2 separate regions of the Dromaius novaehollandiae genome follow, and region 2 is linked to region 1. The links are chromatin contacts, called in public Hi-C maps. All regions are on one chromosome and are shown on one strand. The core of a region is the stretch at or near the end of the contact, and the rest is flanking DNA. Distances in the headings are between cores, read along the strand shown.

Region 1 (7,842 bases), core at 1,955-4,454:
AGCCTTTACCGTTTCTTGGGCAGCTTCAGCAAAGCCATGTAGTTGAGACAGAAGTTGATTAGATCCTGCAGCAACTCTTCTCCCAGGTGGTCCTGAATGGCCTAGGGAGGAGAAGGGGGAGTGAGGAAGAAGCTAGAGGACACATGAAGCCCAGGTTCCTGCTAACTTGTCAGGAAGAGAGGCCCTCAAGAAAATGGCAAAGCCTTTCTGGACTAGGCTTTTCTACCCAATGTGGACAGTATGCAGCGAGGGGAGCTCAAGACAGCAGGAACAGTTCTTTTTTCCGGCCTGTTTGGCTCTTCTGCCCCGGGAGAGCATCAGCCACACAGCCTCTCCTGGGGCTAAGCAGCTGCCACAGCCGCGGTGGTCCTGGCTGTCTCAGCCATAAAACATGTGAGCCCCATGACAGTCAACAGCCGCGTTACTTGTGGGGGATTGCAGGCTCCAGGCCTTGCTCAAACCCAAGAACATGAATAGGAGGAGGGGGACAGTCAAACCTGGCTGCTGGAGGGAACAGAAGAGGTTGCCCTTCTGAATGGGACCGGACACTGCTCCCCATGGTGCTCACGGGACGCACAGGGATGGAGAAGGAGAGCTGTGTTTCCAAGAGCTGCTGGGCCTACCTGCTTGGAGACCAGCTGCCCGTTCTTGTATTGCACAGTACCATTCTCGGCAAAGACGTAGTCAAATTTATTGATGACTGGAGGGGAGGAAATAAAGAAGAAAAAGATTGGTACTGCTTTAGCCTTTGCCTAGGAAGAGGAGCCACATGGAAAGAGAAAAGCTGCCTGTATTCAGGACCCAGGGAGCCTTTCTCCATAATCCTTAGCACCACACTTCTCATCTCCTGGTGCTCAGCAAACGAGCACCATCCCTCACCGCTCCCTGCACAGCAGGGAGGGACATTATCTTCAGCTCCTGGGTGGGATGCTGAGGGAGGAAGGGGGAAGCGACCTGACTGAGGTCACAGACTGAATCAGTGGCAAAACTGAGATAAGAGCTCCAAAACATCAGGCTTTCCACCGTGCGCATGTCCTTCTGCTCCCTCTCTTCCCTTCCCCACTGCCAGGATATTCCCGTGAAGTAGTTACTGCTTATCTAGCTCCGGTCCCTCCTGGGGCTGCCGACTCAGCAATTAATCTCATGCTCCCTTGAGCCGTGAATTACTTCACAGTGTGGCCTCTCTTGGCTAATGAGGCAGAAGAGAGACCTTAGTACCCAACCATGTGTTTGACACTGATATTGCAGAGGGAAAACAAGGCAGAGAGAGACAGGCTACCTGCTTTCCTCTCTCAGTCCCTCCTCTACCTCCCATCCCCATTTGCTTTGCCCAGGTAGCACTCGCGGCTCATCCCCTGCCCACCGCTGCTCAGGGCCACCTGGTCCACAGCACCGCGGGTGAACAGCTTGGGCACCGTCACTTTCCATCTGTTCCGGCTTGGAGCTTAACCGGGAACTCATCAGAGACCCCCGCCACCAAAGGGCACGCAGCCGAGTAGCTCGCAGGGCGACAGGGAGCGAGCGGGGGTGTGGGAGGGGGCAAAATTCACAACGGGCTCTTGATTGCTAAAGGCAGGAGCTGCAGGAGCCGAGAAGATCCCAGCTGTTCTTGCAGCTGCTGTGGCCCTGGATCGGGCCCAGCACCAGACCTGAAGGGGGGTAGCAGCACTCCCAGTCCGCCAGGCAGCCTGCTCTCAGCAGCCGTTAGCCTTTGAACAGCGGCTCCGTGGCTCCTTGGGCACCACCAGCGGCCAAAGGGCAACGGCCATGAAGACAGGCTCAGAGGCGGCTTGTTGATTTTGGATGTACGCAATCCCTAGGCCCCCTGTGCCGTGGTACAGGAAGTCCCAGAGGCTATAAAACATGGCCTCGGCGTCTGCCCACCACCCTCCCCTCGTCCGCTGGCGGCTGCTCCCTGCCTCCGGTGCCCTTGGTGTCTCACCTTCGTTGCCCTCGCCCAGCTGCTCAGCTATCTTGGAGTAGTCGGAGCCTCCCACCACCCCGATCTTGACTCTCTCGCGCAGCTCCTGCAGGAACTGGTCCACTTCTGGTTCAATTTTCTGGAGGGGAGGAAGGAAAAATGGCAGGTTAGATCACAACTGGGAGAGCAGATGAGCCACGGGCCCCAGAGCGGCCCGCAGCAGAGCCACCGCAGACGGCCCCAGCACTGGTGGCAGCGGTGTCTGTCCTTTCCCCCCTTCCCCAAACACCCTTGGGGCCAAGCGAAACGACAGCCCCTTGCTTTCTCCATCCGTCTGTCTGTAGCAGCCTCCATGAACGGGATGCGGCTGGGGCCAGAAGCGGCTCCCACACGCAGGCAGGACCCTGCCGACTTGGCTCCCGCAGCGCTGCACTTGGCCGGGGCGGCAGGCCGGCCCGCACCTCGCTGTCGGGCTAGGAGCGCGGGGGGCTGGACGCATGGGGGGAGGGAGATGGGGTGCACAGGCAGCAGAGGAGGAGGAGGAAAGAGGAACCCCCACGTGGGGCATTTTACGGATGTGCCAGCGCCCCTGCGGTCCTCCGCGTCTTCCTCCCTGCGGGCGGATATTGGTACCTGACCTTCCTGCTCACCGGCGGGCCGTGCCCCATGCCACTCCAAGCGCGGCGGGGAGCAGGCAAACATGACCCCCCCCCCCCCCCCCCGGCCCCTGGGCAGCCCAGAGCTCAGAAACCAGGGCAAGAGTGTGATGGGGCACCTTCCCACGGGGATGGGCCATCGAGTGCCCCAGGTCGGAAAGACACGGGGCAGGAGGGCAGCTGCCCCTGCACGCCCCGGGCTGGTGAAGCGATGGGGCGCCCGGGCTCCTCGTGCCCCACACCGGGCCAGCCTGTGGGGTGGGAGCCGAGCGCAAGGGCCGCGCAAAGACGAAAAAATGAAAATGAAAATAAATGAATTAAAAAAAGAGAGCGCCGCCGCTTCGCTTCTCCATCCCCTGGAGAAAAAGGCCTTTGCTGGTGGGTGACCCCCGCGCTGCAGCTCTCCCCCATCCCCGCCGCCCCGCTGCACCCCCGCGGAGCCCGGCGGCGGCGGAGGGGGGGCTTCGGCGGCCGCCCCCCCGCTGCCCGCGGTACCTGCCGCGCCGGCGTGAGGGTCCCGTCCACGTCGAAGAGGCAGAGCACCCGGCCCCCCGCCGCCGCAGCCATCGCCGCCGCCGCCCGCCGGCCTCCGCGGGGGCGGCCCGGGGGCGGGTCCGGGCGGCGGCACCTCCCCGCGACGCCGGATCCGCCCGGCCCGGCCTCACTGCGGCGGGGCGGCGGCGGCGGCGGCGGCGGCGGCGGCGGCGGCGGCACCGGCCTGCGGCTGCTGCCCGGCTCCGGGGCTGGAAGGTCTGAGCGGCTGCTGGGGCGCAGCGCCCTCGTGAAGGGCTGCTCTGCCTGGAAATTTGGCTGGTTCCTCCCCCCCCCCCCCCAATTCTGTCAGCTGGCTGGCTGAAAGGTATCGCCTCTCTTCACAAGCTTTGCTTCTCCTGAATCGCAGCAACGTCGTTATAAAACGCCTTCAACCCAACGTGCTGAAAAACAGGGCTGTTGGCTTAGTTAATTCGCAAATGTTCCCCACTGTCTCTGGATGGTGGGATTCATCGCATTTACTGCTGTATCTACAGCGCTGCCGTGTCTTTCAGGGCTGCAATTCTGGATAAAGCTACCCGGCAAGCTCAAATCCTCAGGGAATTTCGGTGTCCTAAGGAGAGGAGGAGGAGGAAGCAGTGTGCACTCACCCGTTCAGTGTTCGTGCCTGGGCAGGCGTCCGAAACAGGCTGCTCTTTCGTGAGCAGCTGGCGTTTTCACTGGAGCAGCGTGGTTTTCAGCCTGCACCCTTCCGCACAAAGTCAAGCCTATTTCTTGCAGTAACTTCTGCTCTGACCTGCTTAGCAGTTACCCCACAAGTAATTTAGGATCTAATCAGGCCATCTGGTAAGATCATATTCATAAGGTTTAGTATTCTGCAGGCCTGTTACGTAACGGCAGACAGCCTGCCTAGCAGCAGTCCCGTATGAGAAACCAAATCTTTCCCGAATTACCTGTTAACCTCAGCAACAACTTGGAATTTTCAATGTTTTTGCCCAGCAGTTTGCCTTCCTTCTCTCCCTGGAACATGCTGCCAGTCTCGAGCTGGGAGAAGAGTATTAGTCTGATAGGGTTTTCTGAGTATTATTTGCTTCTAGGAAATTGTGCAACCACTTTTTCCAGTTCCCTGCCAGACTCCTTTCAAAATGAAGCATTCAGGTGACTTCCAAGGCTCCATTTTTGCTAATGATTTTGGTTTTTCTGCTCCCACACGATAGAAGTGTGACATACAGAAACAATGTTAAAAACTTATCTCTATGCCATTGGCTTGGAGAAGGTTTACCAAAACATCCTCCATTACTTGTTGGGGGAGGCATTCATTGCCTCCAGCAGTTAATGTCACCAGGGTAACTATTATTGCACTGTTACTGGGAGCTGCTTCAGTAGCAGATTGAGCTCCTGCAACTTGGCGCCCATGTGGGGGGATCACTGCAGCTTGGTATGCCAATATTCACCCTATTTCCTGAGGAGCATTCAGGGAGCAGCACTCAGGGAACTGGGATAAGGGACACATGTCCTTGGGAGGGCAACTATTGTGAGCACTGAGTATGGCCATGAACTCTCTGGGCCACTTTGGGTGCTCCACGAGGCAGGGACCTCTTTCTGTACCGTGTCTACCAGAAAGGCTTGGAAGTGAAGTTGGGGAAGCCTCTGAAACAGAAAGGAAAGAGAAAGTGGCATGGAAATTGCTTGGAGATGATGCCACAAGCTGTAGGGGGGTAAAAGGACTCTGGCTTATTTATGCTACAAAGAATCCCACTGAAAAGGAAACTCTGATACTGTCCTATTGCAGGAGGTAACTGTGCTGTGGCAAGTAGCATCCAGGTGAGCTCCAAGCCCAGTGCTCATGCATTCACCATCCTGCACAAAAGACCCAAGTTTTCAGGGTCCCACAGCCAAGGATCTGGTGCACAAAACAGGCACAGTCGCCATCGCCTTTATAAAGAAATTGGGATGTGAAGGGGGTCCAGTCTCTCTCCCCGTGTCCAGGCAGCAGCACCCGTTATCTTGTGAGGAGCAGAACACAATGTTAATTTCTGAAAAGTAAGTAATTTGGTGTCTGTTCATCCCTAGGTCTCCTGGTCTTTCCTCTGAATGAGCCAAGGCTACTGCTCACTTGCCCTGGCTGGCAATGCAAGCAGTTGGGATGGCAACGAAGAGGCTCCTCTGCTTCAAATGTAGCATTGAGTGGTCTTGGATAGGTATTACAAGTTGTATTTGCCCTGGCATTGACATTTCTGCAGAATCACTGTTTCTGGGGACTTCTGGTTCACAGCCTGGTTATGATATCCTGCATCTGGAAAGCTGGGCTCTGTTCTTGGATACATTGAAACTCCCAGACTGCTTGCTCTATGCCCACTTGCTTGGTGTTAAATTTGGTGCTGAATTTTTAATCTGGTTTAAGATTATGCTCTGTTACAGGGCTCACCTATGTGTCATTACTCCCTGATTAGTCAATGTATGAAGATTTACTCCAGAATATGAATACCTCAAGGTGTCTCTATCATGGCATGCTGAAGAATGAGTAGAGATACCTTCATGAATTCAGATTGCTTCACTACCAGAAACCAATTCACCGTTCTTCCATGCATTGGAGCTGTGTCCTAATCCGCAGGGCTCTCAAAAGACAGAGTCCTGGAGTTGGATACACAGCGAACTCCTGGGGCTTCCAGAAATACAAGCCATTTCTTCTCTGTAAGCTGCAGTAGGCAGTACAAGGATGAGACTTCTCACATCTAGGTGGAAGGGGTGTGGTGCTGGTAAAGCCTGCCAGCTCCTGTTACAGCCCTGGTGCTGTAGTGTCACTCTGGTTCCTGCCATAGCCCAAGCTGCCCAACCATCCCTTCTTCTAGCTTCTTCTATATGCAGCTTTCTTCTCTGGGAGAGGCACTCTGACCCATTGCATTGACATTACTAATTGACATGCCAGAAGTTGTGCTGAACCTTGCAGTTATTACTGGGTCAACCCTCTTCCCACTTGGACTCCTAGACATCAGAGTATTCTTTGCAGTCTCCTGCTGTCAAATGCATATTTTCAAAAAGAAAAAAAAAAGTCTCCCAATTCTATGTGCAACCCTAGCTTCCTTGTGCTTAGAGAAGCTGAGCACTCATCCTTTTCCACACAGAGCTCCCGCTGCACTCCTTGCTTTCAGGAGAAACTAGCGTGTCACTGACCTCCGGTATTTCCAACCTGGTTAGGAATCTGGCCTGTTGGCTGCTGGCTTGTCTCAGCATCTCACTTTTCTGAAACCTGTCTGCAAACCATGTGCCCCTTCCTTGACACCATGTTATAAAAATAGGAATCTGGTTCCAAACAGATCTAGAACAAATGAAGGGAGTATGGCTTAGCAGATGTGGAGACCAGAATTAGAACAAAAATATTTTGCTGTGTGTATGCATTTTATGCCTCTATTCCAGTAAGCATGAGGAACAGAGGAGGCCCACCACCATATCTAATTTCAGGTATGATAAAGAGGACACAGTCTCAAGGGAATCTTGGTGCCAGTCTTTCCTTGGCATCTGAGACCAACAAAGGGGTCTGTTTTGAAGGACATACTTATGGGCATCTTTCCCCTTAGGCGCCAAACTGAAAATCAACTCTTTCCGCATGGGTGGAACAACAGCCTTTGGAAAGGAACATCCATAGCATCTATTCCCCACTCACTATCAATGGGTCCAACTGTGGAGCAGAAGCAGCACTACCAGGGCAGAGGTCCATCCTGGTGATACATAACAGTAGTGCCACCTCGTGGTACTTCACTGAAGTATGAAGTCCATCAAAAGATGGATCAGCTTTTGCATTTTTGCATCCCTACAGATAGTGCATCAAATTTACAGCATCAGTAGAGCTTCCCAAAATTTGAATTATTTGATATGCTTTCTCCAGCTTATTTCTGTCACATGGCTTTAAAACCTTTTTTCTAGTCTACAGGGAGCCAAAACATCTCTCTAAACACCCTTAATGCCATTTGATACAAGCAGGTGAGGACTAGTGTCTTCATGGCTTCCCCAAAAGTATGAGCCTGTCTTTTGGTTAAGTGTATGGCTGTGTACAGTTGTTCTTACTCCTTAATAAATCAGCTGGGTTAGCTCTGAGGACAGAGCCACTATGGCTTAGTTATTTAATACTTCACAGACACATTTAAAGCACCCTTGCATATCCCTTGATACATTCCCTTGATCGCTCCTTGGTTACACAGCAGCTGTTGTTGTGGATAAAAACTCTGTAACCAGCAGCAAGGGCAAATATTTTGTTCCAAGTTTAGAAAGTAAGTGTCTGAGTGCTGACTTCTGTCTAGGGCTGCTATTATGGTTGACATTTTCCTTTTGTACATGTTCCCAGATATTTTACATAGAGCTAATACTGGTACTCGATAGTAGATCAGCATCACGTCTAAATAGCACAATCCAAAATAACTGCAATCATGCATCTTTTGTTAGAAGCCCTCTTCTATTACAACACTGATACAGACCATTGCAGAAATGGGGAACTGTGTGGTTTATCATTTCGATGTACTCAGTAAATGTTCAAAAGGTTGAATCAAGCAAAAATAATTTTTTCGCCAGAGCCAGGCATTCTCCTTTCTTCAATATCCTACCACTAAAGGCATGATGGGAGGTGCTAAGTAATCCACACCAATATTGCCTCTGCAGCTACAGACAAACACCAAGCATGAAGGCTACTTAAAGCTTTTTAGTTTCATTTTTCCTTCCCTTAAAAGTAATAGCATTGAGACAAAAAGTTAGAGCCTTTTGTTGTGTTTAAACTTTGTT
Region 2 (7,842 bases), core at 1,576-4,075, 110 kb before region 1:
ATATTCCATATCCACCACCAGCATAATCTCTGGCTGCAGTATGACACCAAAGCCTCTCTCCTGCCCAGAACAGCAGACACAGTAGGTCCAAAGAGCTACAGCTGCACAGAGGCCTCAGAGCGAGAGAAAGTCTTTTGCTCTGCCCCAGAAGCCCAGCTTGTGATGTTGGGAGGTGAGGTGGGAAGGGAGACCAAGCATGTCCATGTGCTGTGCCCTGAGACCTGAGCAAGCTTCTGAGGGATGAAAGGGCACGGGGAGGAAACTGGGAGGGAACCAAATGTGGGGGGTTCCTGCCAAGATCAAGCCAAAAGTTTGCAGTTTAGTTTGGGGAAAGGTGTGTAGGTGTGGGCAGGGTGAATCCGGGAAGTATCAGTGAAAGGGCAAACTGGGCCCAACCTTCTTCCCTTTTGAAAGGGGAGGAGACAGAAAAGGCTGACAGAGCAGAAGACAGATGCTGGCACTATTCCAGATGTGGCAAGAGGCGAGTTCATGCACCTTTTCCCTCTTGTGCTTGATCACATTTAAGGTCAAAATTGGCCCCTGAATGTTTTAATCCTGAACTTTGCCTCCAGCTTGCGAGAGCAAGCTCAGCAACCCAGGCCTGCTTGACCCCTAGGACATCAAGCCTTTGTGTGAGATCCATGCGGCAGTGTGGCTGCTGCCTGTGCCAAGTCAGGAGACTCTTCAACCAGGGGGCCAATAGATTATGCATGTGCACTGCCCCACTGCAAACTCTGCACTGCAGGTATAGATAAGTCTTCAGTAGCATCAGGGAAGAACCAGAGCTTGGAGTAGTCAGTCACTCAAGCATCTCCTAGGTAGTTGTCCAAAAAGGCCAGGCCTGAGACATGTTTTAAGATTCCCTTGCTGTTACCTTTCCTGGTAGAGATGACAGCAGAGCCATGCCATGACCTCAGGGATGAAGACACTCCTACTATTTGCCCGTAAGAAACAATGCTGTGGCGTGGTGACCCACCTGGATGTCCTACTGCCTGGGAGAGAAGCAATCTGCTTAGTACCCACCATGCCAAGGTACCAACCTGCTCCCTCAAATTGGGGCCCTGCTTGCAGAGCACAGCAGGTAGCAGTTGCTGCCCCCAAAGACTTGACCCACTGGTCCCTTCCTCCTTCCCAGACTTCCCAAGTGGCTGGGGACCAGATGTCTGTGTGGGGCACTTCTTTGAGCAGCTCTGCTGGAGGGTTAGGCCCTTTGCAGTTGCTAAGTTTGAGAAAAAATGTTTTGTGCTTACACTGTCACAGCTGAACAGCACAGGAATCCCTTGATTGCTTATTCCTATGGCCAGAGGTCCTTAGGAAACATGGTCTTTGAGTCCTGAGTGGGGATTAAAAAAAAAACACAATGAAAAGCTATGGCCTCAGCAGCTGGAGGCCTGTTCTCCTTTCAGTATAGGCACAACATAGCTGCTTGTTTGCTAGCTGCAGCTCACAGAGGTACACGTAGCCCTGGACTGCCCAAAGTCACTTGCATCTTGAGACCTAAGGGTATATGCACAATATGCATGTGGCGTGCTAATGAGGAAGGAGAGAAGTTTCAAATCCTTTTAGTTTTACTCCCCATTTAATCCTAGCCTCAATACTTACATGTAACTGGGAAGAAATGTGTGGTTGCTCATAATGATTCATTGCTGTTGGTGTTGGAGTTGTGCCTGGAGGCCTGCCTCAGCACCAGGGCCCATTGTGCGGCACACTCTCATCATGTGCACATTTGCACCTTCCTTTGCAAGCACGGCACAAAGAAACCCTGCCCACCAAAACTGCCCTTGTCTCACTGAGTTAATATCTTAGAGGGGTTCAGCCCTGCTCTCCATGAAAGCAGGCCCAAGGCTACTGGGGAAGAGGGTCCCCACACACATTCCCACAGTAGTATAGGCTGTAGGGTGAAGAACACAAAAGGTTTTGGTAGGGATGTGTATCTAGCTGTGCACATATCTACATGTACACACTTTTTCTATTTACTCTAAATTTTAATTGACCTTAGTTAGTGACTGCAGAAGTGTTACTTATTCACCCCTCCAATAGGAAAGTGGAGGCTTGGGTGCAGCCTCACAGCTGCCACAGCAAGAAATTTAACTCAAGTGCTGCTGCCTGCCTTTCAGTGCCTGCATGGTGTGACCTGACTTAACTCTAGCAGAAGGCAGCAGAAATGCTGAAACAGGAAGAACTGCGCTTCTGAACAAGCAGAGTGTCCTTGTGCGCACCCAACACCTGAGCTCAGCCAGTATTTGTGAAGCCCCAACACGGCCAAGGCCCTACAGCCCGTCCCCAGGCTCTGCGGTGCTTTTCATCTCGAGCAGGTTGTCAAAGCCCTGGCGATGAGTGTCCGTCCCACCTGGCTCCCTGCTTCCCCACGGAGGAGGGGAGTTGCCCACTGACCAAAAGCACAAAGTCACTTTGAGGTGTAGAGCAGCACCTCTGCCTCGCCATTCCTCATGCCACGCTGAGGGCATTGCTGCCTCTGCCAGGCTGCCCAGGCCCTGCTAGACCAGCACCTCACGGGGATGGCGGGGGCTGCAGCTGCCGTCCTGCCAGCGCGGCCATTGCACGTGGTGTGTCGGGGGCAACCGATGAAGCCGGGACGCACCCCGGGGCAGCCTCCCCTCCTCTCCCCCCCGCCCCGGGGGCCACGCTGCCCTCGCCCCCGAAGCGAGCCCGCAAACACCCCCGCCGCGAGAAACCCCAAATGGCCGCGGAGAGCCCGCAGGGCCCCCGGAGCCGCCCCAAATGGCGGTTAGAGCTGCGAGGCGGCGCCCTTCCAACGGCGGCCCGCGCGGCGGCGCTGCGGCAGCGCGGCCCAGAGCGCCGCCCCGCCCCCGCGCCGCAGCGGCCGCCCCGCCCCGGCGCCCCGGCTCTGCGGGACGGCGGCGGCCGGGGCTGAGAGGCAGGAAGCGCCTCCGTTCAGCCCGCTCCGGTCCCCGCGTCTCCGCCGTGGGGCTTGGGACGGGGGTTGATTCCTCATCGCAAAGCCCCTCGGATCGCTGTCTCGCCAGAGACTTGAAGCCCCCGTGCTTTGGCAGTAGGCCAGGTGGCATGTGCACCTCTCCTCTGGCAGGGGCTGGAGCCTGGGGCGCGGCTGCAGTTGGCACCTTAAAACCTTTTCTTTTTGTATTTGCTCCCACAAGTATTTACACAGAGTGCGAGCTGGATCCACCCAGCGTGTGTGCAAGTTTCACAGCCCTGTCACTGCTCACAGGGGCAAGCTCGGGCCCATCACAGCAGTCAGCACATTCTTTATCTTGGAGAGGCCCAGAAAGGGCTTGGGTAAAACAGAAAATTCACTGTACTCCACTGTCTTCTGCCGCTGCTGTATCACAGCACCCCATCGTTTCTCCACCGTAAATTATCCCAATGCCCTTGGCAATCAGGGAAGTGTTGTCACCCCAGTTTTACAGCTGGGGCACAGAAGTTCAGGCAGACTTGTCCAGTGGCTTGTCCAGGGACAGGTAGGCAGTCTGTGGCCTTGACCTTATATCTCGCCTTGCCCAAGCCAGGACTGTCAGGGCACAGCGAGGGCTGGCTGCTCCCTATGGGACGGGGAGCCAGGAGCCGTGTTTGGCAACAACACTGGCTGGGCTGGGGCCTCACCAGCCAGCACCCAGCACCGCAGTACCCCAGTGAGAAGAGCAGGGCAGGCCCAGGGTTGCAGCCAGGGTCAACCAAGAGTCCAGCTCACCAGACAAGTCCATGGTGATGAGAGAGGTTCAAGGTCAAGCCAGCTGGACTTGCCGGAAAGGCAAATGAGCGAGCCAGGGTCAGGAACTGGCCCAGTGACAGTAAGCAGGGTTAGACATAGCCCAGTGATCACCAGGCCCTAGAGCCTCAGCTTGAAAGTAGCTCCTGTGAGAAGAGGGACCAGCCCTGGCTGAGGGATCCCTGCAGAGCTATCTGGGAGTGCTCTCTCCAAGGTCACCAATGGAAGGGGGGGGGGGGGCAGCCGTCAGCTACACTATCCCTGTGTTGGCCCTGAGCCCCAGGCAACCAAACCTCCAGGAGGGGAGGGTGTGCTCTCAGGGCCCTTACAAGGACTAGAAGGCAGAGCCAGAGCCTTTTGAAGCTGGGTGTGTGCTCTGATGGGACATTGCAGATGGGTGGATGGTAAATGGGCGGGCGCTCTGAGCAGGGCTTAGGGGCTGTTGATGCTGGCCCAGCTATTCAGCTTTCCATGCAGCTCTGTGCAACCACTCCCTGCTGGTCTGTGCAGCCTGACAGCAAACCAGATGGCCTCTGCAATGGGGCTATATGGCACAACAGAGGAAGAAAATGGCTAGGCTTAGGTGAGGGCCAGATGTGGGGCAGGGATCAAGACTCACAGAGGGATCTGCGTGGCACACATTCATGGCCTGGAATTGACCTTTAGAAGGTCTAAGGCCGGAGGAGGCAGCCTTAACGGCCTATGGGACCTGCTGTCCTCTGACACCTTTCCACAGCCTTCTGAATTGACCCCTTTGCAGTTCTAATCCAGGATCCCACTTCATGATAGCTCTGCCTAGGGTTTTACCCAGCTATCTGTGGCACTGAGGTGTAATCAGAGCAGGCAAAAATAGCTGGCACGCAGTCTCTCTCTGGTCACAATTGTGAGGACAGCCTTGTCTCCGTTGGTAATGTGGGCTCTATGCCACATGGAAGCATAGGCTTGGGACTTTGAATCCTGTCCTTCAGCTCTGCACACACCGTAGCATAGTGCCCAAGAGGGAACATCCAGGGAACATCCAGGGAACATACTCTCCACAGGCCCCTGACCACCTTAACATGAAAGCACCCTATCACTCCCATGATAAAGCTCAGTAGCTGGAAAAGCCTAAAGATATGAATGTGTCATGGGGCGCAAGCGGGGAAGAGCAAAGGTGTCTCCAGTGGCCCTGTTTCCTGCAAGAAGGGAAATGTAGCCAAAGGGTCTCAGAAGAAAAGAACCGCATTCCCCCAGTGAACAACACTGTCAACTAAAACTCCACAGGTAGCCCCTACACACCAAGCCTGAGGGAAGTGCCTTCCTGACCCTACAGCTGGTTTCATCTTGAGCCTGTGAGCAAAACAAACCAACACACCCAAAGCTTGACTAATAGCAACGGGAGGGCCCCATTCCTCCTCCCTGCCCCACCCCAACCCCATGGCTAGCCCTGGCCACAGAGGCCACAGGGTTGAAGGAAATGGAAGAATTTCCTCAAAACCCAAATTGGGGATCACAATTGAGACAGGAAAAGAGGTGACCTCCGCCTCGCTTCTTCAAGTTCAGGAGGACTCTAAAGCAGAAGATTAATAGCATGTAACCTAAACAGGGTGCAACACACTGAGGTTACATCTGTGCAAGTCTCTCTGGGGAGGCACCAACTTGGGGACATGATTACAAGCTTTACTTGAGAATGATGTATGAACTCATTCTGGACTCCTTCCTCTCCTGCCATGCAGTCCCTACCAGCCAGCTTAGTCTCTTACCAAATTTGGCTTCTTCTGCTCACCTTTCATTTTGGCAGGCTGTCGTGTTTTATACCATGGCTGGCTACAAACTTCTTTCTGATTCCAATTCTAAATGTATTTGTGATCCAGATGACCTTCTACCAATATGAATTAGACTTTTGCCCTAGAATGTATTTTTAATATGCAAATCATATCCCCTCTTAGACACTCCTGTTTTAGATTAAACAAGCAAAGCACTCATAATGGCTGCTCACAAGCTAAATTCTCCTTTCCCCTAATGCTTGTGCTCTGTACCTGCTGGAGTTTAAATCCACCTCTTCTGAAAAGGGATGCCTAGACCAGCATCTACATGCCATGTGAAGTGGTACCTAGCCCTTGTTTGTCTCTGCAGACCATTCCTTGCTGAGTATATGCTTGAGCTGTGTATCTTTATTCAGAGCCAAAGTTGCAGCACACAGTCAGCTTCCACCCAGTGTCAGTCCTCTTCCATAGCTCTTGGTTGAGGGACCCCTCTCTTACAGCAAAGTCTGTCATTTTGGTCACTAGTATATTTTCTTTATTTATTTTTTATTCTGTAGTTTTCTTTTTATTATTATTACTACTGTAGTCTACATGGTTATCCAAATCTCCCTGGCTGAGAAGTGTCCTCAAGACTGGGGACACCAACCAGGTTGGAGTCAGCTGCTACATTCATAAAAAGTATGATAAAGCAAAGAATGTATTAAACAGGATTGGACCCACTACTCGTGCCCGAGAAATACCGCCGATCTTCACAACTGTCCTTTCAATGTAACCCCCACTGCCTCTCTTTTAGCCAGCTCCCCACCTGCCTCACCTTTCCCAATCAGTCCTCATGCTGGGAGCTTTCTCTGGGAGACACTGCAAGGCTGGCCCGGGGCAGAGGGGCTGGTGTAGCGCTCTGCAGCTTGCGATACCTGGAGAGGAGCCCCACAGGGCCTGGCCCTCTCCCAGCAGGCACTATGTGTCCCCTGCTCTGGCCCATCTGTCCCTTGCCCTCTCTTTGCCAGAGAGGGTAGTGCCAGGGTATTACATTCCCACAAGAAGTTAGTTTTTCCCCTTGAGATCCCTTCCGCGCTGCTCCAAGGAATTGCCATAACCCCATGGCTCAAGGAGGAGGGATTGACCTTTCTAAAGTTACAGGGAGGGATGGGAGGAGGAAGGGGGAACTGCCCGTCCTGTGGGCAAGGAGGGGAGAGAGAAGTGAAGGAGAGGATGTGAAGGGGAAGGTGGAAAGGCAGGGGCTGTACATGGGAGAGGAGAGAGGCTGGAGAGGAAGGGACAGGTGAGGACTGCTAGCATCAGGGAGGTACGAAGGTGCAGGGGAGGACACCAGCCCCAAGCTGAGGAGCTGCCTTGGACAGGGGAGGCTGCATGTGCCCCGGCAGCAATACAAAGCATGGCTGAGGAGCAGGGCTTGGCAGAGGCTGGGGTGCTGACTGCCCCCAGGGGGCCTGGCCTGGACAGCCACACACCCTAGCCAGGAGGAAGGGGGGAGAGCTGGAGAAGGAGGGAGGGAGAGATTTAAAAATAGCCCCTTCTCATTTTGCAGCTGTCATTCAGTGTGCGTAAGCCAGCCCAAGGCCTCCCCGCTCCCATACACATTGCAAGTTACATAATGGGAGACACGCGGGCATCACTTCAGGCTGGGAACAGGGAGAGACATGACATTTACACTGTGCAGCCTGTGCCCCAGCCCTGCCAGAGTCAATAAATACCGAGCAGCTCCCAGGTGCCTGGTCCCCGAAAAACAGCATCTGGGCCAGGGACAGCAGGGTGTGTGGCAAGCAGGGGGGCAACCTAGCTGCAGCGATGGACCAGGGAGGAGGTGAGGGCGAGCAGGGTGCAGCCAGAAGGCAAAGGTCGGGCTCTCAGTAGAGCCTGCTGGCAGAAAGCAGCCAGCAGCTGCCAAGGTGGTGGAGGTGCTTCTGGGGGGACACCTGCGGGAAGGGCCCAGGGTCTTTGCAGGGACAGCTGGGGGCAAGGCTCAGGAGGTCCTGAGGGGTGGCCCACATGCCACTGGGAAGATGCAGCCGCAAGCAGCAGAGGAGAAGGGGGGGAAATGCAGTGATGGGGAGCACTGGCATCAGGAGGCAAGGGGGCTGTTGAGGAATGGGGAGCCAGAGCAGATCCCCAGGAGAATCAGAAACACAGGGGGGAATGCAGGAGGTGCAAGATGAGCAGGTCTGAGTGGGGAGGAGTGGGGGGCACGGTGCCCAGTTGGGGCTGTGAGAGGAAGAGGCTGAGGAGGAATGGATGGGGAAAGAGTTTTGAGAGGAAGCAGAGTGAGAAGGGCAGTGTGGGGATGAGGAGTGGATGGGGAAAGAGTTTTGAGAGGAAGCAGAGTGAGAAAGGCAGTGTGGGGATGAGTAGGGGCTGGGGAAATGGAAG

The links. A called contact is a pair of places that touch in the nucleus more often than the background predicts.
Region 2: a Hi-C map of brain shows a contact between it and region 1, with 2.2 times the contacts expected there. The contact joins the enhancer-like site here to the promoter of PMM1 in region 1. A contact is called at or near these places in 2 of 4 Hi-C or Micro-C datasets (blood and brain).

What each region holds. Positions count from the first base shown.
Region 1 is chr1:51,987,236-51,995,077 of bDroNov1.hap1, reverse strand. It overlaps PMM1 (phosphomannomutase 1), which reads right to left and starts at 3,204. Exons shown (of 8, transcript XM_064511831.1): 1 at 3,073-3,204; 2 at 1,943-2,060; 3 at 624-700; 4 at 10-101. The coding sequence starts at 3,144.
Region 2 is chr1:52,093,209-52,101,050 of bDroNov1.hap1, reverse strand. No RefSeq gene overlaps it. Among named protein-coding and RNA genes, the nearest start is that of TOB2, 29 kb to the right of the region's middle. Within about 2 kb of position 2,825, at least 1 of the 2 cell types and tissues checked has open chromatin away from gene starts, as enhancers often do.